Regions from separate parts of the Mus musculus genome. Here regions 1, 2, 3 and 4 are each linked to region 5. Evidence: chromatin contacts called from public Hi-C, HiCAR-type and promoter capture Hi-C data. All regions are on one chromosome and are shown on one strand. The core of a region is the stretch at or near the end of the contact, and the rest is flanking DNA. Distances in the headings are between cores, read along the strand shown.

Evidence for each region. Promoter capture Hi-C pulls out the DNA fragments that hold promoters and counts their contacts. A called contact is a pair of places that touch in the nucleus more often than the background predicts. HiCAR-type assays count read pairs that join an accessible place to other places.
Region 1: a contact with region 5 is called in a HiCAR-type map of astrocytes, with 5 times the contacts expected there. The contact joins the promoter of Mrpl40 here to the promoter of Ppm1f in region 5. A contact is called at or near these places in 1 of 39 promoter capture datasets (liver), 1 of 115 datasets of contacts at active chromatin or transcription factors (astrocytes) and 2 of 9 other capture datasets (adipose tissue and liver).
Region 2: a contact with region 5 is called in a promoter capture Hi-C map of liver, with 4 times the contacts expected there. The contact joins the promoter of 4930588K23Rik here to the promoter of Ppm1f in region 5. A contact is called at or near these places in 1 of 39 promoter capture datasets (liver) and 1 of 115 datasets of contacts at active chromatin or transcription factors (astrocytes).
Region 3: a Hi-C map of B cells shows a contact between it and region 5, with 6 read pairs. The contact joins the promoter of Mzt2 here to the promoter of Ppm1f in region 5. A contact is called at or near these places in 6 of 39 promoter capture datasets (3T3-L1-derived adipocytes, the C10 cell line, cranial neural crest and 3 more), 1 of 484 Hi-C or Micro-C datasets (B cells) and 4 of 115 datasets of contacts at active chromatin or transcription factors (astrocytes, embryonic forebrain, large pre-B cells and 1 more).
Region 4: a promoter capture Hi-C map of stem cell-derived epiblast-like cells shows a contact between it and region 5, with 6 times the contacts expected there. The contact joins the promoter of Cebpd here to the promoter of Ppm1f in region 5. A contact is called at or near these places in 8 of 39 promoter capture datasets (3T3-L1-derived adipocytes, embryonic stem cells, hematopoietic stem and progenitor cells and 4 more), 4 of 115 datasets of contacts at active chromatin or transcription factors (embryonic forebrain, embryonic hindbrain, embryonic midbrain and 1 more) and 2 of 9 other capture datasets (embryonic stem cells and liver).

What each region holds. Positions count from the first base shown.
Region 1 is chr16:18,875,210-18,879,899 of GRCm38.p6, reverse strand. It overlaps Mrpl40 (mitochondrial ribosomal protein L40), which reads left to right and starts at 3,263. Exons shown (of 4, transcript NM_010922.2): 1 at 3,263-3,429; 2 at 4,493-4,576. The coding sequence starts at 3,377. It overlaps Hira (histone cell cycle regulator), which reads right to left and starts at 3,150. Exons shown (of 25, transcript NM_010435.2): 1 at 2,381-3,150. The coding sequence starts at 2,417.
Region 2 is chr16:18,605,032-18,610,095 of GRCm38.p6, reverse strand. 4930588K23Rik (a long non-coding RNA gene) reads right to left here and starts at 3,434. Exons shown (of 2, transcript XR_384719.3): 1 at 3,373-3,434; 2 at 351-2,265. RefSeq lists an enhancer at 3,473-5,064.
Region 3 is chr16:15,861,835-15,866,450 of GRCm38.p6, reverse strand. Mzt2 (mitotic spindle organizing protein 2) reads left to right here and starts at 3,082. Exons shown (of 3, transcript NM_029354.3): 1 at 3,082-3,703; 2 at 3,908-4,053. The coding sequence starts at 3,528. It overlaps Gm41425 (a long non-coding RNA gene), which reads right to left and starts at 3,014. Exons shown (of 3, transcript XR_875934.2): 1 at 2,940-3,014.
Region 4 is chr16:15,883,898-15,888,871 of GRCm38.p6, reverse strand. It overlaps Cebpd (CCAAT/enhancer binding protein (C/EBP), delta), which reads right to left and starts at 1,586. Exons shown (of 1, transcript NM_007679.4): 1 at 1-1,586. The coding sequence starts at 1,547. The coding sequence ends at 741.
Region 5 is chr16:16,893,062-16,898,116 of GRCm38.p6, reverse strand. Ppm1f (protein phosphatase 1F (PP2C domain containing)) reads right to left here and starts at 1,648. Exons shown (of 8, transcript NM_176833.4): 1 at 1,493-1,648.

The sequences.
Region 1 (4,690 bases), core at 2,014-4,513, 2.0 Mb before region 5:
GAGTTCAAGGCCAGCTTGGTCTACAGAGTGAGGTCCAGGACAGCCAGGACTATGCAGAGAAACCCTATCTCGAAAAAAAACAAACAAACAAAAATGCTGATAACCAGAACATTTCAGCTGGAGATGATATGGCCTATCAATGAGCATCAGCAATATCCAGATATTTTTGGTAGAGGTAAATGGACAGTTATGGTGGTAGATACTGCTGACATCTAAGTAAAGATCACACAATACACAGGACAGCCCCTAAAACAGTTGTGACTAAAAATGGCAATCATGCTGGGGCTGAGATATCCTTTCTGAGAGGTTTCTCTAGTACTGGGCCAAAATCTGAAGACCAACAAACACCTCTCTTTCTGCTTTTAACTCTTCTAGTTGCCTACCTTGCCTTGTTCTCTTTTCCTCCCCTCTCTGAACTCTCAGACCCCAAGAGTTCATGCTGTATATATAAGGAGACAGGAAATGCTGAGTGAGAAAGCCAGGAAGTACGATCCCCTCCAGTGCAGTAGGGCTTCTATTTATTCATCCAAAGGAAACTTGACTCTACCAGCTACTACTCTTCAGGACCTGGCTAGGAAGCCACTCCCCACCTCTCATTACCATCATCTTTAAAGGCATGCTTGGCAGTGACATGTAATAACACCATCTCCAAGGTAAAGGCAATATAGAGAAAGAGGGTGCCTTTAAATTAAAAAAAAAAAAAAGAGAAGTTTGCTTAAGTCTCAACATCTTTTATCATGAATAATCATCACTTAGATTTTTTTACTTAAAAAAATTTTCATGCCAGGTGGTGGTGGTGCATGCCTTTAATCCTAGGACTTGGGAGGCAGAGGCAGGTTGATCTCTGAGTTCGAGGCCAGCCTGGTCTACAGAGTGAGTTCCAGGACAGCCAGGGCTATACAGAGAAACCCTGGCTCAAAAAAAAACAAAAAACAAAAAAACAAAAACAAAAAAAATTTTTTCATACAGTATGGTTCTATCATATTCTTTCCCCTCCCCATCACCTAGATTTCAAATGAACTTTGAACCTTCTTGCCTCCAAACTTGTGTGTGTGTGTGTGTGTGTGTGTGTGTGTGTGTGTTTTCGAGACTGGGTTTCTCTGTGTAGCCCGGGCTGTCCTGGAACTCACTCTGTAAACCAGGCTGGCCTTGAACTCAGAGATCCGCCTGCCTCTGCCTCCTGAGTGCTGGGATTAAAGGTGTGCTCCACCACTGCTCGGACTAGGCTCCAAACTTTAAAATCTGTTCTTAGCTGAACTTCAGAATCATACTGTTTAATGTAGAGAGCATGTCGTACCCAGTCTACGTCTACGATCTTCCTTGTGAACGCCCCCTCCCCCTCCAAAAAAAAAAAAAAAAAAAAAAAAAAAGTTCGGCTGTGAATAAAAAGCACCCAGGACCAATTTTTTTTTAAATTTGGCCACGTGGATTTTTAAAAAGAGAAAAATGCATCTACTTGCCTTCTTTTACGCGGGCGCGCGCACACACACACAAAAACACACACACAACTGTAGCTCCCTCTAGATGCAATACAAAGTAGAAAGGAGGAAAGACCCTTCCTCTTTCAGCAGAGCTTGGCTGCTTCCTCGTGCTTCCTTCGGGTCCTTCCAGAGACTCAAGTACTAGCTGGGGGGAAAGGCTCTAGCTCTTCCTCACTCGCTCGGCAGAGAGCAAACAACCTCCTGCAGTAGTTCTCGACAAAACTGGATGCCACCGGCTGCTTTCTCCACCAGGGTGTAGGAATCTGCTATTTGAAGTCACTATCACGGATCCAAAGTCGCTTGTCTCCTGTGCACCACTGGCCCCAATCTTAGTCATCTGAAGCCCCAATCCTTACATTAAACGTGGTTCTTTCGTGGTCCTCCGTAGGACCTGAGCCCAGGCCCTTCCCATTCCAGGATCGCAATAGCCCGAGTGGGGGCACTGTCACAAACTCCAGGCCTCAGAAAGGGCAATACAGCCAGTAAGTATCTCATGCAGATTCACCGAGCCGCTGAAAGGCCACAAGGGGGATGTCGCCCCAGTTTCATACTCACAACCATCTGAGCACATACTGGATGGTGAAGCCGGATGGCAGCACCAGGTCGGTACCCAAGCCGGCTCACCAGAGCCAGGCATCCCAGATTAAGGGTGGGCGGCGCAGGACACAGCGCCATTGCCTGAGGCAAAGGCGGACTTCGCTGCAACCAGCCCGAAGCACGTGCCCGGGCTCGCCGGTGTCCCAGAGCCGGGGACAAAGTCTGCTCCTGCCCGTTCTGCAGCTCCAGCACCCGGCACCAGCGTCTGGACAAGGTGGGCAGGACTTGAGCACCGCCGCAAGCCAATCCCAGACCCCACCCCGATGCAGGTTCGGCCGCCCACGACTCCTGCGTGCACTCACCATTGTGGTTGACCCAGGTTGGCTTCAAGAGCTTCATTGTTCGGCCGCTGCCGGGCTGAAGCCAGAGCCGTGTCCCTCAGCACGCCTGGGCCATGGAGCTGCCGCAGCTTCCTCCCGCGCCGCCCGCCCTCCGGCCGCCGCCCACCCTTGCCCTCAGCGCCGCCGCGCCATCGCCGGCCCGTGCCCCCAGCCGCCGCCACAGCCGCCTCCTGCGCTCGGCCGCCGCCGCCGCCGCCACAGCCGCATCCCCTGCGCCGCTCCTCCTCCGGCGGCTCCCGGGCAACGCCGGAAGTCACGGCGCGCACCTGCCAAATCGCCCCGGCGGGAAACCGCTCCCTACGCGGACCGGGCCGCCTCGGTTCTTCGGTAGACAGGGGGGGGAGGACGGGGATACTCCGCTGCCACTGATGTGGTCGCCGATGAGGGTCGGTGTGAGCAGGCTGGCAAAGCCTTGAGATCCCGCCCGGCGATGCAGAACCAGGGTGGTGTGCAGATCTCTAGTTCTACCTCCGCGGCTCCGAGTCCAGCTTAGTAACTAGCTTCCGCCATCCATCAATTCGCGCTATTGGGCATCTCGCGAGCGCCAGCCGGGCGGGCGCCAGCATGCATCTAGCGGCAGACGGCAGCGGGCCCTGAGCTCGATTGCATGCATAAAAGAACTAGGCTGGTGAAGGATAGGGGGCCAGACGGGCGCATTTATTAGAAGAGCGGGGCGTTTTCATAGATGTAAACACATAGGCCAGGCGGAGCAGAGAGCAGGAAAACACCGCAGCATCCACAGAAGGCGGGACGCCCGCAAAAGGGCGCGGCGAAGCCACCGTTGCTTGCCCGGGGCGGGGCTGCGTCGGGGGCGGGGCCAGCTGCGGGCCCGCCTCTCGGAATCCCAGACCCGCGAGTTCCGGGCCGAGGCCTGCCAGACCCGACCGGGTACCTCAGGTCGGACCGCCCAGGGGCGTGCTCCCGGAAGCTGCCCGCCAGCGGGTGGCGTGAAAAACTATGGCTACCGGGGTGATGCTGTGTGCTGCGCGGGCTCTGCGGCCTCGGAGCTGGTGAGTGTAGCCGCGGGTGGCAGAATACCCAGGGCGCGTGCGCGGGCTTTGCCCCGTAGCTGCTCGCTAGTGCTCGCAGATTATTTCTGGGCATGAGCCTACCGCATCTGTTGCGGATGAAAATCCGAACTGGAAGTGTACTCACTTAACAGGCTATTTGCCTAACAAGTGTGAAGCCTAAGTCGTGCTTAAGTGGTGGCCTACTCCTGCAACCCCAGCACTATGGAGGTGGAGGCTAGGTCAGAAAGTCAAGGTCGTAACAGCTGCATACAAACCTGGCTATATTACACCCCATTTTTAAAAAGAAGAAAAAGACGCCGGGCGTGGTGGAGCACGCCTTTAAACCCAGCACTTGGGAGGCAAAGGCAGGCGGATTTCTGAGTTCGAGGTCAGCCCAGTCTACAAAGGGAGTTCCAGGACAGCCAGGGCTTTACAGAGAAACTCTGTCTCAAAAAAACCCAAAAAAAAAAAAAAAAAAAAAAAAAGGAAGAAGAGCAATGTGTTTTTAAAAATCCAAGGATATGTTTTATAGAAGGGACGTATAGTACAGTGGGAGGGGGTACTTTACTCAGTGGTCCACACTGAAGCATCCCTCCTTCCTTCCTCGAGGTACCAGTCATATACTAGACAGGTCTAGTATAGAATAGAGTTTATTTGTGGGTATGGGAAGGGGAATTGAGAAGAGAGTAGAGGCAGAGAAAGAGAGGGGACAGAGAAGGGGAGAGAGAGAGAGACAGAAAGAAACAGAGAGACGGAAGAAGAAGGAGAAGAAGAAGAAGATCCTGCCAGAGCAAGTAAAGGCTCTGCCCCAGTGAGAAACAGAGTTCTGTAAATTCCTCACTTTGACCTTGCTGGCCTAATACAAATGAACTAGACATGGTGGAGCAGCTGAGGCAAGAAAATTGTCTCAAGTTGCAAGATAGCCCGAATTAGGGAGACTTTTGTCTGAAAAAAATACAAAATAGATACTTACAAACATCCTCCGGGTTTTAGGAAGACCTATAGTTATGTGTATGTGCCTTCTCTTTCCCCAGATCTTTATACATACCCTTCTCTCCTTCAGGATCCCTGGAACCTGCCAGGCACACGTCAGACACACCCACCAGAGAGCTTCCTTACTGGCCTTCTGGGATCTCATCCCCATGAGGTAAAATCCAGCATAACCCTTAGCTCTTGGGGTATGAGAAACACGTGTATGCATATGACCAAAACAAAGCAAGAGTGCCCAACCTTGGGTTAGCAAGCAGATTTCAGTCTGTGG
Region 2 (5,064 bases), core at 2,185-4,684, 1.7 Mb before region 5:
TTTTGGATCCCAGCTACCCCATGATGCCTAGCCACAAGGATGCTCATCCCTGGCTCGTCTCTGCATACCTGAAACCAGGTCCTGCTCACTTCTAACAGTTGACAGTGTCATTTCTCTATAGAGAGTTGTTTGTGGGATAATGAGAACAGACAAACCCCTGTGTTTAGCACAGGTAATAGTTTACTATCTCCTTTTGGGGTGCTGGGGCTCGAACCTGTGGCTCAGTGTTTGTCCTCTATCACTAATTATACCCCCAGCATTTGTTTTTCTACACAGAGCCTCAGTACATGTCCAGGCAGGCCAATGCTGATGCTGGGATTACAGTCCTGTAACATCATGTTTTACCTTTTAAAATATTTTTATTCTGTGGTTGGTGGAACCCACCAGTTGGAACCAGGACTGGCTGTTTGAATACATGCATGAATCTATAGGTAGCTGCTTCCAGAATGAACTGTTGGAGGTCTTGTATACCTTGAATGATATATTCTCTCTCCCTTCCCCTCTCCCTCCCGCTCCTTTTCCCTCAGTCCCTCCCTCTTGCTATTTCTGGGGGAGCTGTTGAGTCCCCTAGGGGACCTCTGTTCTTTATAGCTTACCCTGGTGACAACAAGCCTAAGAAACCCTGCCAACCTAAGACTCTGCATCCTGGGAGCCAGAGGAAGGCAACACCCTGACTGGTGGTCTTCTGGAAGCCTGGTCGGACCACATCCCAAGCAGTGTGTTTGGGGACAGATACAGCCTGGGAATGGCTTGGGCTGGGGGCCTGGGAATGAAAGTGGTAGGCCTGGGGGGGTGGGCAGGAGTGGACCCAGCTGTTGCAGCCTGGCTCCAATTCCCGCTCTGCATGGAAGAGAGTCCCTAGGGCCAAGGCTGGTGGTCTGTCTGAGAGGGAGTGGGGATGTGTGGGGGCTGTGCCTTCCTCCTGGCAGTGGTCCCTGGGGCATCAGGAGTAGGAGGAAGTTGCTTTCATGCTAAGGGACAGAACAAGCTGTTGGGGAGACTCTCTTACCCGCCCCCCAGATTGTGTGCAGAAGGTCTCCCTGCTTTTAATACCTGAATCTCTAATAGCTCTCAATTGCATCCTCAGGTGGCACCCGTGCCAAGCTCCTATATGTTCTAAGAAGTGGATCGAACATCCCTCTGTCCCTGTCTGTACCCACAGAGTCTCCCTTCTAGTCCAAGAACCAGGTACCAGCTTGTACCACCCAGATCTTTGAGCCAATGAGCCTCCCCACCTGAGCCATCTGGAAACTCCTACTCACCCTTCAAGACCCTGTGCAATTATACCTATTGCTTGAAAGCCACTGGGAGTACTAAGCTCCATATTAACCTGGTGTCATTTCTTCCTAGTTTCTCTGGTCTGAAAGAAGGCTGCACACAGGCTTAGGGTACACAGCACTTCATCTAAATCGTCTTTAGCTGAAGATGTTATTGGGTCCTGTAGAATCAAGCTTTGGCTATGAAGCTTGGTACGGAAGCTGTCAGGGCCCGGCCTCCACCAGGGCACACATTGTGAAGAGGACAGAGGGGCATCCGAGAAGCTGAGATGGACGAGTGAGTAGGAGGCTCCCTCCAGCAGGAGAATGGGAGCCCAGTCGGAGCCCTGTTGGCTTACCCACAACATTTGCCTGGCTTCAGTGGAGGCCAATGGGGCGGAGCCAATGGGGCGGAGCCAGAGGGAATCTTACTCTCAAAATCCCTCCTGCCTGCTGCCAGCCCCCAGGGAAGTCCCGCCATTCGGGAACCTGATATTTTAAGACTTAAAGCAAATGTTTCTGGGGCCCCCGGAGCTGCACCAAGGCGCCCATTCAGCCTCATGGGGGCAGGGCCAGCACAGAAGAGCAGACCCCCACCTGCTGCTCTGTTCCCTGGGTGGTAGTTTCTGACAGCAGGGAGTTACGGACACTCCCTGCAAGACACTCCTTGAGCACAGGGGAAGGAGACCTGTGGGGCTTGCAACCTGACGGTCCCTCTCCCAGGTCTCCACGCTCAGGTAAGACCATCAGAAGTCTTGAATCCATTCCAGACCAGGACCAAATAAACAAGCAGCTGCCCTACCTAGGCACCATCTGGGTGAGCACGTCCATGTCCAGGGTCTGGTTTTGAGCCGAGGAACTTAAGCCGAGCCTTTCCATCCAGTAAAGAAAGAGATCTGAGATCCACTGGTGATGTCTATTGGGGTTACAGACATGAAAGTGGTGATCTGTGTGCTGCTTCCTGATCCATAGTGACAGAAACACGGGGCAGGATTCTTCCTGTCATGGCCTGGGTAAGAGAGGGCCATGAAGCTTTGTCTTGGCTCCAAACTTCTGTCCCCTCCCTCCCCTGACCCCAGTTCACCTTCCCTCCAGTCAGCCTTGAAAGGTTAGAACATAACATACTGGAGGAGGGCAGTGCATGGCAAGGCAGCTGGAGTTGTGCTGGGGCAGTCAAAACCTAAGAGTCTAACTTTGTTTGTTTGTTTGTTTGTTTGTTTGTTTGTTTGTTTGTTTGTTTGAGAAAGGGTCTCACTATGTAGGCCAGGCTGACCTGGAACTCACAGATCTCCTCCTGCTTCTGCCTCTGGAACTCTGGGATTAAAAAGCGTGCGCCACCATGGCCAGAAAGGACCTAATCTTAAAGTATGTTCCAGGACTGGTCCAGCCATGAATGCAAGGGCACACCAAGAGAGGAAGGCTACTCTGGGGGTTCTTTTAGGGTGGACTGTACTAGCAGGTTCAGCTATCCCAGACCACAGTCCTCAGATCTAGTTTTCTTTTCTTTTCTTTTTTTTTTTTTTTTAGACAGGGTTTCTCTGTGTAGCCCTGGCTGTCCTGGAACTCGGCTGTCCTGGAATTCACTTTGTAGACCAGGCTGGCCTTGAACTCAGAAATCCACCTGACTCTGCCTCCCGAGTGCTGGGATTAAAGACGTATGCCACCACGCCCGGCAGATCTGGTTTTCTTGATCGGCAGAGCTTGCTCACAATCTTACCCTTAAGTCATGAGCCTGTCACAGCTCTTCTTGGGCAATTTTCACTATCTTATAGATGGAGAAACTAAGGCCCAGAAAGAAAGGGCAGTCTTTCTGGGACCACAAGCCAATCTAGCTGTATTCTCACCTTAACTCTCTGCTCTGACCCATTACCTGCAGACAGGACAGGGCTCTGGATGGCTGAGGTAGAGCAGAGCACACCCTGGAGAGAATCCTAGCATTGGTACCTGCCTGTGGGGCTCCTGGTCAGTCTGAAAACTTCCTCACAAGCCTGGCAGAAATCACCACTGACCTGGGGCTATCACTTGCCAGCTCTACTGCCCTCCTTTTACCATTTTCACAACCTGCCAAGCTTGACCATGGCTACACTGTCATCCTATGTCAAGGGGATTCCCTCACCTCTGTGTTCCTTAGACAGGACAGGCCTGCCACCATCATTGCCTTGCTGTGAGGTTGCATACTGTGCAGGGCCTCTGGGCCTCGGGGTTCCCAGTTCTGAAATTGGTGGAAGGGTCACTGGCAGGAAGGTGGGAGCAGCACTCACATCAGCCTCTGCTGCCCTGTTCCCTTCCCTGGGGACAGATGCTGTTCATAGTCTCTGGTCCAGCCAATTACACAGGGCCTTGAATTTTTCACAGGCCAGAACTTCGTGGTGGTGTCTGCAGTCATACCTCTGACAATCTGGAGCCAGGAAAATGCCCACAGGAGCTTACTCCTCCAGAGCCCCAGGTGTCTCATAGCCAGAGTGTCTCCAGCAGCCAGAGCTGCCCCTGACACCTCCTTCCTCCACATCTTTCATTCTTTGGGCCTTGGTTTCTCCACATATATTTAGTAAAGGGCAGGATGCTGTTGGAAGTAAGAGAGGTACTTAGGAAGTTGTAGTTGGGGTGGGAAGAAAACACAGAGTATAGGACTTGGGGGTCCAGGAGGAGAAAGTGGGACCCTCTTGGTCCCCTTCAGAGGAACACAGAGGCCAAGAACTCCACAGACACCAAGCAGAGGAGACTGAATTAATTAGGACTCCTAAGGTCAGAGGGTTCCCAGACCCGGGGCCCTTCCAGAGACCCTGCATCCAGGGCACCACTGGGAAACAGATAGCTCAGAGTGGTAGGTGAGGGTAGCAGGCAAGCGCAGCACCTGGCCCCGCCCTTCCCCATCCACACCCTGTCAGAGCCCCTTCCCTTGTGTCTAGGCCCCTGGCCCCACTTGTACACCCAGACTCCAAACTGGAAAGACGGGCCGAAGAACAAACAAGCTCATACCACAGCCCCTACCCAGGCCTGTATGGGCAGGGCCAGGAGCTGGGGTTCCTCCTTTTGGGGTCCCAGGAGCCTAGTGAGAGGGACTGACTACCTGTCAGTCCCTGTCTAGCTGTGCCAAGCCCCCTGCTCACTCTTCTTCAGGATAGCTCCCTGGAAAGCAGGCACGGCTGGGCTATCGCTCCCCAGTTCATCTCTTAGGAGGGATCTGCTCATCACAGGGCTGTTCAAGAGATGTCAGAAGGTTGCTGAAGCTAGACAAACAGGACCAACTCTTCAAGATTCTTCTCAGACCACAGTCCCTGTGGCTCCTTCCTAAGGCTCAATTTTGGCATTCAGTCACGTGGTGAGTATAGGGCTAGGTACATTATAGAGACTGGACAAACACCCGTTACTAAATAAAGAAACCCTTCAGAGCAGTCTAGGGCACACTGAGTGACTCTTGCCTCAGCCTGCTCTTGCCATCTGCATCTGCTCCTGAAGAGGCAGTTGAGACCTCTAGACCCTGCTGTGCTTCAGGCTGCCTCCGTCTCTGCCCCTGTGGCTGTCATCACTGAGCCAGGGTCTTGGCACACTTAGAAATCAGGAAGGTTCTGTTTTTTTTTCCAGATCCGAGGGGTGATTTTCAGTGTATTTGATGGTCTGAGCTACAGACAAGAGGAGAGAAGGCCCGTGCTGGGGAGACGTGGAGCTGAAGACATGGATGGGCATGTGCTGGACTTGGGAGGCAAGCCCTGACAAGACCCAGAGTCCAGGATGCTGTCTGAGAGTGGACATGGGTGGGCCGAGCTGCATGCACTGCTTTAGAGCCCTGCTCCTACTCCAGTGACCC
Region 3 (4,616 bases), core at 1,833-4,332, 1.0 Mb after region 5:
GTGTGAATGTGTGACTGTGGGTGAGAGAAGAAAAGTACTTAAGATTGTGTATGCTTACATGAGTGTATATATATTGTGTGTGTTTTGTGGTGTAAAAGTGTGTAACATCATGTTCAATTTACATTTTGTTGCTGTGATAGACATCATAATCAAAAGCAACTTGGGAAGGAAGGAGTGTTTATTTCAGCTTACAGTTCAGTCCACCGACAAGGGAAGCCAAAGGAGGTATGGAAAGTAGGACTGGAAAGCAGGAACCATGGGGAAAAGCTGCTTACTGGTTTGCTTCCTCTGACTTGTTTCTTTTGGTGTGCTCAGTTACCTTTTACAGTCCATACCCATATGTGCCTAAGAAGAGCATGACCCACAGTGGGTTGGGCCCTCTTTCATTAATAGAAATTAAGAAAACACCTTACACATATGACCACAGGCCAAACTGATAGAGGCAATTCCTCAATTGAGATTTCTACTCTGTTAATGTGTAAGTTTGAGTTAAGCTGAGAAAGACTAGTCAGCGAAGAGTGTATACGTATGTTCAAAGATGTATAAAGGTATTAGGGTGTTACTATGTGTGATGGTTTGTATATCCTTGGACCAGGGAGTGGCACCATCTGAAGGTGTGGCCTTGTTGGAATAGGTATAACCTGGTTGGAATGGTTGTGTCACTGTGGGTGTGGGTATAAGATCCTCACCCTAGTTGCCTGGAAGTCAGTCTTCCACTAGCCGCCTTTGGATGAAGACATAGAACTCTCAGCTCATCCTGCGCCATGCCTGCCTGGATACTGCCATGCTCCCACCTTGATGATAATGGACTGAACCTCTGAACCTGTAAGCCAGCCTCAATTAAATGTTGTTTTTTATAAGACTTGCCTTGGTCATGGTGTCTGTTCACAGCAGTAAAACCCTGACTAATACACTATGTGTATGTAAGGGCATGTTTACTTGCTTCAAGCATTTCTGTGTGAGGTTGTGTGTTTAACACACTGTGTGTGCAGTGTGAGCATGCAGGCATGTAAGCATTCAAGTGTGAGAATATATACTTGCATGCAACATGGTTGTGAATGTATATGACACTGAGTCACATGTGAGCATCTGAGAGTATAACAGTGTGAAAGAATACGTAACAATATGGGCCTTAGTTAGGGCTTCTATTCTTTTGATAAAACACCATGACCAAAATCAACTTGGGGAGAAAAGGGCTCATATTATCTCACAAGTTGTGATCCATCATCTGTGGAAATCAGGGCCTGAACTCAAGACAGAACACAAAGGTAGGAGCTGGTGCAAAGGCCATGGAGAAATGTTGCTGGCTTATTTCCCATTGCTAGCTTAACCTGCTCTGATATACCATCCGGGACCACATGCCCAGGTGCGGTACCAGCCATAGTCACCTGGGCATTCTGGTATCAGTCATCAATTAAAAAAAAGATGCACCCCAGGCTTGCCCACAGGCCATCTGATAGGGTCATTTTCTCAATGGAGGATCTTCCCAGATGACTCTATCTTGTGTCGTGTTGGCAAAACACTAGCCAAGACAGTGTGTGTGTGTGTGTGTGTGTGTGTGTGTGTGTGTGTGAGAGAGAGAGAGAGAGAGAGAGAGAGAGAGAGATTTTGTATGAGCATGTTGTGTGTACATAAATGTTTGAATTTTTAAGTGCGTATTAGTACAAGAGCCCTTTATTAAGGTCTCTAAGTCTGTGCAATTTAGTCCTCTGGACTTTCCTAAAGTTGAGGCCATGTATGATTATGTCAGAATTATATGAAAATGGCGGAGTGACTTATGTGAGGGTCCAATGACCCTACCTTGACCTTCCTTCTATGAATGGACACTGGCCATCCATGGACCTGAGGTGATATACTCCTACAAACAGGCAGAGCTGATGGCATGCAGGTAACAGTTGTCTGGCTAGGGAGATGATGCTGTGCCTCACTTCGATTTGCCTCCAGTTTGTACTCTTGGGCATTCTGACCAATAGGAGCTGGTTCCTGGAGCCATCAATCCTACAATAAACTAATGAGGCAGGGAGGCCCTACATTTACATCATGGCCACAGTTCTGCGAAAACCTGAGATATTCTGGAATCCTGCAAACAAGCACCTGATGTTCCACCCTGGGAAGCAGGTGCCAGATTAGATGCACATACATCCTGTAATGTCTGCTCCTGGAGCCAGACTCATTCCCCACAGCCCACACTGGCTCTTCACAGTCACCAGCAGCTTACTGTCACCATGGTCCTCACTGTGACAGACGCACCATTCAACATGGAAATGGTGTTTAGTCCTTAGATCTGGACCTTGGTGACTGGCCAAAGGTTCACCAAATATGAAGACCGGAAGTGCAGAACCAGGGAAGCTGTGTTCAGTATAAGGAAGAAAGAAGGAAGGCTGAGAACTGACTAGATGCTCTAAATTCTCCCCTTCCCGGTAATGAATACGTTTTCCCCTAAGAATGAAGACTATTCACCCAATATATTTTTATATTGAAAATATTTTTTCATACTCTATAATCTGATCATGATTTCCCTCCCTTACCTCCTCCCTGAACTTTGCCACTTCCCTACCTTCTCAAGTTCTCTCTCTCTCTCTCTCCCTCCTCTCTTTTCTAGCAAATAGGCACATTTAAAAAAAATCAAGCCAGAATAAAACAAATTGAAAAAATAAAAACACCAATCAACAAACATACACATACGGATACACACACATATGCAAAAGACTAGTAATGTAAAATGGACAAAGCATCAGGAGACAAAATATCTCCAAGAGTGCCCCCGCACAAATTTTAGATGCCCCTCCTGGTCCCCTTTCACTGTGTAGGCACTTCTGGACGGCTCCCCCGGTCCACTCTTTCCCGATGGCAGTGACAATCATGGTAACCGGCCAAACATTTGCAGTTCTCAACACACCGGCCAAGCTAACGTGTTGAGTTCAAAATGACCATCCTACCTATCTTCAGAAATAGACGCCGCTATCCAGACACACAACCCGGAAATAGCGTCATCAAGCTGCGCGTCAGGCCACACCCCTGCCTACTGGGAAAAGCGGCTCAACCTCCCGGGAAAAGCGCCTGCAAAAGCAAAAGCCAATCAAGTGCAGAAGCAGTTGGCCACAAGGCGCGTGCGCAGTGACGTCCTCAGTTGCTCTTTACTCCCCAAGTTTATGTATTTCGGGGTCGGGGGACAGGAGTGCGTATCCGTTTAAAAGCAAAGCTGTTTAGGGACCGTCAACAGAACTGGTAATTACACGAGATCGTGAATACTCGTCATCCAACAGGCATTTGCTAAGTACCCGGTATATGCCAGGTACTATTCTGGGGTCTGCTACCTAAGCCAGCAGTCCAAGTCTGATCGTCAGGCAGTGATCAGCTTCCCACCACCCCACCCCATGCCTAGCACACTGCCCTGTGCACAGTAGACGTTCCGAACAAGTCAAGTAACCGACTGTGTAAAGGCCTCTTGGAACTCTCGCCTCGGTGCTGGAGCTGTTGACTTGCAGAGACTCTGTCCAACACAGATCCCTTTTCAGGCTATACGAATGGCGGCGGCGGCGGCTGCTGCTGGTGGTGCTGCACTCGCGGTTTCCACAGGATTGGAGACAGCAACGCTGCAGAAGCTGGCGCTTCGGCGGAAGAAAGTGCTGGGGGCCGAGGAGATGGAGCTGTACGAGCTAGCTCAGGCTGCTGGCGCCGCCATCGACCCCGATGTGTTCAAGTGAGAAAGCGGGGGTCGGGACTTTGAGCTCATACTCCCTACAGATAATGCCGGCTTTAGGACTCCTCATTCCTGCATCTGCTACTCTAAGATATCCGTGTCTCTTTAAGGGGTTTCAAGACGGTGACCCAGCTGGCGCGACTCCTAGAGCATGTCCGCCCTGTGGCTTTCAGTATTCGCTAAGCACTGCATTTGTTTCCCCAGGATCCTGGTGGACTTGCTGAATCTGAATGTGGCTCCCCTCGCCGTCTTCCAGATGCTGAAGTCCATGTGTGCTGGGCAGCGGCTGGCAAGCGATCCCCAGGACTCGGTGCCCATATCTCTGTCTACATCCACATCAGAGACCCGAGGTTAGAGATGGGCTGGGTACTTCTGCCTAGAGGGTGGCCGAGGTGGGGAAGGAGTAGAGAACCTCGTGCCGGCTTGTCTTAGAATTGCTCAACCTGTCTATAGGCCTCCTCCCAAGGTCTGCAGACCCATCCACCTTTCAGGGACTTTAGTTGGCTCCACCTTTCGGATTGTACTGCTGGACCAAAGACTGGTCCAAGCAAGCTAGACTTGGTCTTTCTGACTCCCTCTCACCTCTTCATCATGCCTCCATTGCACAGGTAGAGGAATAAACATGGCTTTGGTCTCCATCTACCACACAGCCTCAAGGAAGTGTTCAGAGAGCAGAGCAGACAACGCCTCCCCCTCCGAGGGCCACGTCTAGCTCCTGTTCATCTCAGGCCAGGCCCGAACACCTCTCATCTGGGGATTTTTTTGGGTTGCAGGACTGAAGCCATCTGATTCCTTTGGGACAAAAAGTAGAGGTCTGACAGAAAGATTCACCCAGTTCTCAGGTGTGAATGGCCTGGTCATGAGTGGGACCAGGTGTAAGCAGATGGTGGTGAGCAGAGTGTAACAGGGATCT
Region 4 (4,974 bases), core at 337-2,836, 1.0 Mb after region 5:
ACAATTACTGGCTTTTGGGGCTGCCCTTTTTATATACTAGGATATTAATTTGTACTGGTACACATTTTTAAATCTACACGTTGTCCCTAGATTGAGGAAAGTAGAGGCAACGAGGAATCAAGTTTCAGACTCCCAGCTCTCTTCCACCCCCTCACCCTTCGGCAACCACCTAAAAGTTAGGCCAACTGTTCTCCGCCCCAGGTCAGCCTACTCTGGGATCACACACATGAATTAGTCATGCTTTCCCGTGTTCCTTCCGCGGGCAATAGAGACCGCGAGGAAACGCGTCCATCTCCTTACCCCGTGTGGGCAACGCACCTGGTCGGGTGGCTCCCAGGTGCTTGCTTTTCCCTGGTGAAGTCTCAGTATGTTGTGTGCGGGAGAGAATGAACATAGGAAGCTGCAGCGATTTAAATGCTTCTTTATTCTTACAAATACTGTAAAAATGAATATAAAAAGCATGCGCAGTCTCTTCCTCTTATCTACAAAAGTCTGTCGGAAATGTCTTTTCTACAAATGTACCTTAGCTGCAATGGTAATAAGACGTAGAAAATGCTACCATTATAAAAAATAATTTAAGGGGAAAGATTAATATAGCTTCTCTCGCAGTCCAGTGCCCAAGCTGCAGCTTCCTGTCGCTCGCAGGTCCCAAAGAAACTAGCGATTCGGGCGGCGTCTGCTCCCCGCTGTCGGGGTCTGAGGTATAGGTCGTTCAGAGTCTCAAAGGCCCACGCCGCGCGTTACCGGCAGTCGGCGCCGGTGGGCGGCAGGAAAGGCGGGCTGGGCAGTTTTTTGAAGAACTGCCGGAGGCCAGCCAGGTCCCGGGTGAGCTGCTCCACGCGCTGATGCAGCTTCTCGTTCTCGGCCGACAACTCCACCAGCTTCTGCTGCATCTCCTGGTTGCGGCGCTTGGCCTTGTCGCGGCTCTTGCGCACAGCGATGTTGTTGCGCTCGCGCCGCTGCCGGTACTCCGGGCTGCCGCGGTCCGGACCCCTCTTGCCCGCGCCCTTTTCTCGGACTGTGCCGGGCGCGAGGCTCGGCCCCGGGCTGCCTCGAGGAGGCTCCGGCGAAGTGGGTGGAGTGGGCTGAGCCGCGGCCGCCAAGCTCACCACTGTCTGCGCGCACACCGCCACTTGCGCCGGCAGCAGGGAGCCCGGCGCGTCGCCGTCGCCCCAGTCGGGTTCGCGCTTGAGCGGCCCCCTAGCGACAGACCCCACACCCGGGGGTCGCGTAGGGCCGCCCTGCAGCAGCTCCAGGCCGCCCGCGCCGGCCGCTTTGTGGTTGCTGTTGAAGAGGTCGGCGAAGAGTTCGTCGTGGCACAGCTCTAGGGTGGGCACGGCGGCCATGGAGTCAATGTAGGCGCTGAAGTCGATGGCGCTCTCGTCGTCGTACATGGCAGGAGTCGTGGAGCCCAGCTCCCCCAGATCCCCTGGCTCGGGCCCTCGGCCGGGCTTGTCCACCCTGCCTGGCTCGTAGAAGGCCGCGGGTTCTGTGGGCCAGGGTGTGCCGCGCACCGGGCTGTCCAGGCTGAAAAGCGCGGCGCTCATGGCGGCGTCGGCCGGACCTGGCGTCCAAGTTGGGCTGTCACCTCGCCGGGCCGGACCGCCGCCTTTTCTAGCCCCAGCTGACGCGCACGCCCCGCCCCGGCCCCAGTGGGTCGGAGACCGGAGCGGGGAGGGACTGGGGTGCTGCTGGGAACGACCCGCCCTCTGCCCGCACTCCTTGCCTTCCCTCCTTCCTGTTTGTGCGGTTTGGACCTACTTAGCCGTCCAAGCCTGGAGCGAAATGAAAATCTGGATTTGGCCCCGACACGCGCAAAGCAGGACGCCTTCAGACATAGCAAAGGCGGAACAGGGATCAAGGCTCCGCAGCTCGAGTCCTGGCACCTCCGCCACGAGACCAGAACTAGTGAACCGTGGTTCGCGGACCCGGGCCTCAGCCTCCGGCGGTCCAGAGTGAGCGCAGCCAGTGGGAGCCTCCTGAAATTCGAACCCTCTCCAGCTACACCTCTCGGAGTGCCCAGGCCCAGCTGCCGTCGAGGTTAGGTTCAGCAACAGAGCCTGATAGACGGACAGATCAACCGGGCTCCCCGCTGACCACAAAGCCAACGGAAGAGTGATGGCCACCCTAACCGCGGTGCGTTTCTCCGCACCTGACAGCGGATCTTGGGTGCTCTGGCATTTCTTCTTGGTTATTAAAGCTGTGCCACCTGGTGGTAGCATAGCATCTTGCTGTTTCTTTTTCTTGCAAATTGTACCCAAAAGGGATATTATTCTGAAATTGTGGCTTGCTGAGAGAAAGCTAAGATTTACATCAGTACTCACAAAGAGGTGTTAAGTTGCCAGCTCTTCAAAATTCGTGAAAAGATGAAGAGAAATTTCAACCCCAGCTACTCAAACCTGATAGGCTAGGTGGGTAGTTGAACCCCAGGAGTTCAAGTGCCTGATGGCCTGTCTCAAGCAAAAGTCAAGAAAATCATCTGTCCAAATTCAGATGTGTCCCTCATATCCCTCCCCTAATTCATTCCGATTCACCAGGTGTTCTGACAACAAACATCAGCTGATTTACACAGAGCAGCCTAGCTCCTACCTTCAGTTCCTGAGGAAAATCCTAATGAGGGGCTGTGGAATATTTAATGGCTTTTTTTGGAAAAAAAAGGTAAACACAGCCTTGGAATTTCATAATGATCAGTGATGTTTATAAATGGCATATGATGTTGCTATTGTAACTAATTGCCTCTGGGGTTAAAGCCAGCGCACATGTGATATGCATGCACAGGAAAACCCTAGGAGACGTTCGTGGTTCTTAGCCCTGGATGCCATAGAAGCATGATTAGAGAACACGTGTTTATCCCTCAGAGAGACCACATTCCGAGGCTGTTTTCAGTGAGACAACATGCTTGTTTTGATACCTGGGTCCACTCACTACGTTTATGAAAAGTTGTGTTTACAAGACAGCGGGGCCAATTAGAATGTCTCAGAAGGACAGGCTACCGTGGCCACTATTGGGCCGCACCTGAAAGCTCTGTGTATTCAGAAACCCGCCAACCAGTGCGTACTTTTCAATTTTCCAGAAATGGAGAAAGGCAACATGACAGAACAACAAAGCATGAATATAGTGTGACATTTGAGAGCTGTTAAAGTTTAGCCCCTGTGACAGTCATTTGTGATCCTTTCATGACTGTTCCCACACACTGTGCCAATCTCAAGGACCTTTCCTAGCACCGTGGGTGGCAACAAAATGACTTAACCATGTAGGCCTAAAAGCAGCCACCAATAGAGAAAGTGTTCAAGCTCAACATAAAAATTAAACTAATTATATAAAATAATTTCCTAAACTATAAATTGAGTTAATCTATAATTTTATAGATGAAATGTACTCAAGATGAATGTGAACACTTCCCATGCCTTATTCCTGTGAGAAATACATCATTTTTAGCTCTTCTCAGCACACCTGCCAAAAGCCTTCTGGCTAGAATCCTTGAGACCCTCTCCTTGTCCTCAGCAATGTCACATATGGAACATATTGGAGGTTCCAATGACACCCAGTCTATGTGGACATTCTGGAAACCTTGGTATTTAAAAGTTCAGGAGCCTAGCAGTGTTGATATGTCTTAGAGTCACAGAGCACTGTCAGACTTGGAAGATCAGTCTGGTCACACCAACCAATCTCCCTGAGGTCCTGCTTGTGCATTTCACTCCATACAAGAACAGTTCTCTAGATGGGATACTCAAATATGTATAAATACTCTAAAAACATTTCCTGATAGCTCTAGGTAAAATGAAATATGAAATCAAGCTTGAAGAGAAGTAAAACTTCCTAGCATTCAAGAAGTGAAGGCAGGAGGATTATGGATTTGAAGCCAGCTTGAGCTACATATTGAGGCTATATATCAAGAAAAGAACGTTGTAATAAATGGCGGTTCGAATGAGAATGGTCCCAGAGGCTCATATGTTTGAATTCTTAATCCCCAGTTGGTGGAACTGTTTGGGGACTATTAAGAGGTGTGGCTTTGTTAGAAGGGGTGCATCACTACAGGCTAGCTTTGAGGTTTCAAAAGGCTGGGACCATTCCCAACATCTCTCCCTGTCTCCTACTTGCAGTTTAAGATGTGAGCTTTCAGCTATTCTTGCTGACATGCTTTTGCTCAATCATCGTGAACTTTAACCATTTGGAACCATACAGCCAATCATACTGTTTCTTTTGTAAGTTGCTTTGGTCAGACTGCTGCCAAGAAAGCAGGTGGGCTGACTGCACATCTTTCCCTCTCCTTCTGCTCCTCCAGATCCAATTCCCCAGTCCCACCCCCAGCTCAGCAGTAGAGCACCTGGTGCTGTCTCCCTTTTGTCTGTGACCTCATCCCCCATGGATCACAAAGATCTTCTCTTCCAAACTTCCAACTTATCCCATTATCCCACCTTCCAACAGCAGCAAGCATCCCCTCTAAACACAGAAGCTGAACAGACCAGGGAGTCAGGTAAGCTTACTGAAGACTTTCACCACTTCCTCTCCAAACTCAGTGCCCTAGCTACGTCCCTATTTCTGTCACAGAACACCTGTGACAGCCTTCCCTTCTCCCCTACCCATACCTCCTGTGGATCCCACAGACCTCATCCTCCTCCCCTCCCCACCCCCTTCTTCTCCTTCTTCCCGCCCGCCCTCCATACATTGCTTTATCTCAGCACCCAACTCTAGCATATATTCCACACTAAACCACAGGCAACCTCTGCCAGGGAAGTAGAGAAGCTGACTACAGATCTTCACTTCTTCTGTTTCTCCTGATCCAATCCCCCAGGATCATGTCTGGCTCTCCAGCAGACCTTCTGGGGTAAGCTCCTTTCACTCTCTGTCCCCATTCAAGGGAACACTGGTGAAACACTCGTTTTCCTCCCTCCTGTGGACCCCCTCAAGTCCCAACCCATCCCCATACATACCTAAGTGTCAGCTCCCAGTACCCACAGACACATTTTGCCT
Region 5 (5,055 bases), core at 399-2,898:
ACACACTTTAAGACTATGTTTCTTTCTATTGGTGCTGGAAATTCAACCTACAGAACATATGCACGCTGAACATAGATGGACTCCACCCCAGCCATGTCTACACCCCCCCCCCCCACTATCTTTCATGGGCTGTTCTGTGCAGCCATATTATTGTGCTGCCATTTTTCTTTTGAAAGGGATCCTAAGCTCCATGTGGTCAGTGTCCTGGCTGTTTGTGCTCAGCAGGCCTGCATGGCCACTAGAGTGAGGTAAGCAGCCTGAGGTCTGGGGGGATCACACAGGAAATGAAAACTCTCCCTTAGTACACTGGGTAGCAAAGACAGTCTTCCAGAAAAGACTGGCTTCAGGCAACATCACAGAGGAATTCTGCAAATTAATCTGTTGTGGGAGGTTAACAGTTATTAGAACAATTGTTTTGTTTATGTCTCAGAACTGTGTGGGAAAACATGCCATCAGGTCATACTGCAGTTGAAAAAAAAACCAGGTGGTAGGAGGAAAGTGTTACTCTAAGGTCACAAATATTAGTTGTCACCAAAGCAGGACTCAGTTGAGGAATCTGGTGCCCAGTGACTTGGCCACTTCCATCCCAGTTTGCCGCTGAGTAAAAGTAAAATTTGACGATGGGAGGAATATGAACACTGAGACCATGAGGTAGAGGCAGCTCTCGTTCAGTTCCTTAGGTGGGAACAGTTCACAGGGCTGTCCCAGGGCACATTGTGAACACATCTGTTAATCAAGGGGCCTAGAAATAGGCGGCCTTGGTAGGGCAGACCACTGCCTTCCACTGGGCCTCACTAGATGTTAGTCTGCAGAAATCCTTACAATCCCTTTTCTCCTCATTATACGGAGAGCTTAGGGGGCTGGCCTGAGACCACACAACTGTAACGGTGAAGCCCAAGGCTCTCAGGACTGAGGCTCTACTGCAATCTAGCCCAATGGCTTCAGCCTGCGTCTTGAAACCAGGTGGTAAGTAAAACACTAGCTTTAAATACACTTAGGGACGCCACTGGGCTGGGCATTCAGGTTGAAAATGTGGTCCCAGTCCGGGTCGTCACTAGTAGGGCTGAGGGTAGGGCCGTGGGCCTAGCCCTCATGTTTTGGAAGATAAGAGGGAATGATCCTTGAAAACAGGATTGTCACTCCTTGGTACTGTTTTGCCTCACAGCTCTCAGCCTCCTCCTGGACCTCGGTTCAGACACAGCCCTGGGGGAGGGTGTCAATGGATTCCCAGTTCCGTGCCTTTAGTTTCCGACGCCTTGCCACCAGGGCCCGGCGGCGGCTTGCTCAGATTTTTTGCTCACAGCTATCCCCCAAAGTCCCATGGGCTCAGGCACCCGAAACCGGTCTTGGCCTTAGTGCTTTCTCACCTCTCCATTTCGTCCTCAGTCTCATTTCACTTTCGTGCATCTCAGGCCCCCACATGACCCCCACCCTAGTCCGAGTCTTCCACCCTCACCCTCGCTCTTCATCCCTTGCACCCCGCGGGCCTCACCTGCCAGCCTGCCGCAGTGCTCCCCACGAGCTGCTCTGGGCAGCCCCGCCTACTTCCCGTCCTAGGCGCCGCAGGCTCTGCGCAAGCGCAGTCGGGCCTCGGGCGCACCTCTGCTGCCTCCTGCTGGTCCCTCTGCTCTCTTGTTTCAGGGACGACAAGAGCCCCAATAGCCAGTGCGTTGCTACACTTCTCCAGCCTTGACTGGGCAGAAAGCAGTCCTTGCTTCACAATGCTCAGTCATTGCTTCACAACGTGTGTGGTGATCAGTCTCAGGGCAGTGATGCGGCTTCATACTGCTCAGGACTGGCCACCCATCAGAGACTTTAGAAAATATTTTCATGTATAACATTATATTCATTTTATACCAATGAACGTGTACACTGCCTGTGTACAGTGTGGAGAGTACCCCTTCAAGTTTCATTGTGGTCCTGCCCACTTAACCACAGGCCCCAGGGGCTTTGTGGTTAAGGGTTCCAGGCCCTTTGTGCTCAGCAGGACTGCATGGCCACTGAGAATTCGTTGAGCAGCTTGAGCTCTGGGGCTATAAAGCAGGAAATGAGACACTTTTCTTAGTGCACTGGGTAGCAAAGGCAGTCTTAAAGACAAGGTTGGCTCCAGGTTGTCACCTGGCTTTTAAAACAATTGTTCCGGCATGGTGACGCAAGCCTTTAATCCCAGCATTTGGGAGGCAGAGGCAGACAGATTTCTGAGTTCGAGGCCAGTCTGGTCTACAAAGTGAGTTCCAGGACAGCCAAGGATACACAGAGAAACCCTGTCTCGAAAAACAAAAACAAAACAAACAAAAAAACCCAATTGTTTGTTTTGTTTATGTCTCAGAACTGTGCTGACAAGCACATGCCATCAGACCCCATTGTCTTAGGAACTTGTCACCTGATTAGGTTTCAGGGAACCCATGAGCCTGGGGAACCAATAGATGGGTGTGTGTACTGGCATGGTGGGGAGAATGTCTGTCTGCTACGCAAGTAGAGTCCTGGTTCATTCAACCTGATTAAGGTTTGAGGTCATTTATAACCTGATGAGGTAGAGGGTGATACAGAGAAGACAGCAAAAGCAGGCACTAGGAACCTGGCCCTGTTAGGCTCTAGGCCAAGGACATATCTGTAATGTACCCTTTCCTGAGGTTGCTGTCACCATGATTGTCTTGTTTGTAGTCTACTATGCCAAAGCCTTTACTCTTGTTAAATTCCCAATATTAGCTATACCAACCAGCTTAGCTCAAACCTCTTCATCAAGACATGCCAAGCTGTGGGGTAGAGCCAGGAGGTCTCAGAGTGCTCAGTTCCAGGTCTCTCATCTGTGTCCTCTCCCAGTTCCCAAAATCCTTTCCCAGAAACCTGTTCTGAGCACTATGAGAGTGAGTGCAAACACTCCCTACCACACTAGCCTCTATCACTCAGAGACTGGCTGTATTACTTAGGCTTTAAAAATCTCAGGAAAGGACCTCAAACCCTTTGTTCTAGAATTTCCAGGCTCTTTACAATGGGGGTACAACTTGGTAATACTTCTGCTTAAAGGGAGCTGTTATGATTTGAAATCTGGAAGTCTCTTGAAAACTTGAGCTTTTGGGAGGTGAATGGATCATCAGGACGCTAACATCAGCAGATCAGTCTATTGGATTCATCATTCATAATAATGACATTATTAGGAGACAACGAAAACTAGGATGGAGGAAGGTCATGAGTATGTGTGCCCTGCAAGAGTGTATAGCTCTAGTCCCTGGAAAGGTCTATTTTGCCAGTCTTTCCTCTCTCCTCTTCTTAGCTACCAGAGATGACTCAAACTGAGCCCAAATCCATCTTTCTTCCTTTAAATTTTGCTCAGGTGTTTTATCACAGTGAGGAAAGGTGATTAATGGAATTTTGGCTCTCTCTTGGATATTAATTTTTCCCATAGGGCTAGAATGTATAGAAGAGGTCCACGGTGCCTTCTACAGTGCTGGGAGGATGTTGTACTTGACGAAACAGACTTCCTCATGTTAGTATGCACCACAATCTCAAGGTAAGAGAAACGGGACCTGCAGTGCCTGGGGGACAAACCACTGGAGAGCTAGCCTGTGAGATCTTGCATGCCTCCCACAATACAGGTCGCCCTGCAGCTCTGATCTCATCAGCTTCCAGAGCAGAAAAGGTGATGCCTAGGAACACAGCTGCTAAGACAGTTCACCTCTAGTCCTAATTGTTCTTGGCTGACAGGTTAGCAATGATAATGAGGCTGTACTGATGGGTGTGTGTGTATGTGTCTGAGGGGGAAGGTGACGGGGTCAGGAGTTTATAGAGTACAGCTTAGATAGCTAAGGGTATCTGCTAGAGTTCCACATAAAGGGGGCAACCGCAGGAAAAAACAAAGGGTACATTAAGAGGCCCATGTAGGTTGAAACCTCAGTATAGAATTTTAAAGATGGAATAACTAGTCTGGGTTTAAGGCCTGTAGGGCAGTCTTTCCCCAAGCCCAAACTAACCACATAACTGAGCTGTTTGTGTTCCTGCAGTCTGCTCACGATGGAATTGGGCCAAATGGGCAGAATAGCAAAGTCACAGCCTTGTGCTAGGTACTCAATTGAGATGTAGCTTATTCAGGTACCAGATTCTGACTGGAGTGGAGAGGATAGATTCCAAGTGTCTGTTCTGTCCTGTAGCTTATTACTTCTGTGCCACATTCTAACAACTTCTATACAGCTTCCTGGGCCACTGCCTGTGGGAAGCTTTCCCAAGGTATCGTCTTTGGTTGTATGGTCTTTTATGGTTGTCAGGGTTCAGGTGAAAAGTCTTGGTGGGGCTATGTGGCCAGACAACCACATGAACAACTAGTTGCCTTATGGCTTTCTGATGAGTCTCCCTGTCCTGTGTAACTGTGAATCTACTGCAGATGGAGGAATCCTATGAGGAATGCTGTTGGCCGCCTCTCAAGCAAACATTTTACAGAGCAATCTTAGGCACCTGTCTTGCTAGGCCCCTGGTACCACATGGTAAGACATGGCCAAAAGGCAGTTTCTATCGCACTTAAAAAGGGAAGCCATAATGGGTGGGTGGAGAAGGGAACACAGGAAGGGGTTATAGTCAGAAAAGTGGTCCATAGCTACATTCAGCTGCACCACAGATCAGCCTGCCTTCTAGAATATTTTCTAAACTTGGCTTCTGACCAGCTTCAGTGGAGGACTTAGCTACCTGTCTGAGGCAATACAGACACATGATGAGAGTAAGTGTTAAAATAAATCCACAATGTCACCAGAGTCACACGCAGGCTCGACATGCTTGGAGTTTCTGAGTGGCAGACATACAAATCTGGGTTAGGGATCAGGAAGCTAGGCTACAGGTGCTTAGCAAGGGTCTGGGAAAGGTGCCTGCTCCACCTGGCTCGCCAAGACTTCTCTGGGTTGCTAACGTCCACTTTCCTGCTGTGTTGCACACAGCCACACCACTGCACATGTGCATACTTAGTGTGAGCTACAGACATATTGCTCCCCTAGTCCCAGATGTAGTGCTTTCTTGTTGGCACTGCCATGGTGTGGGCAGAACAGGGTGTACTTTAAACAGGATGGAGGG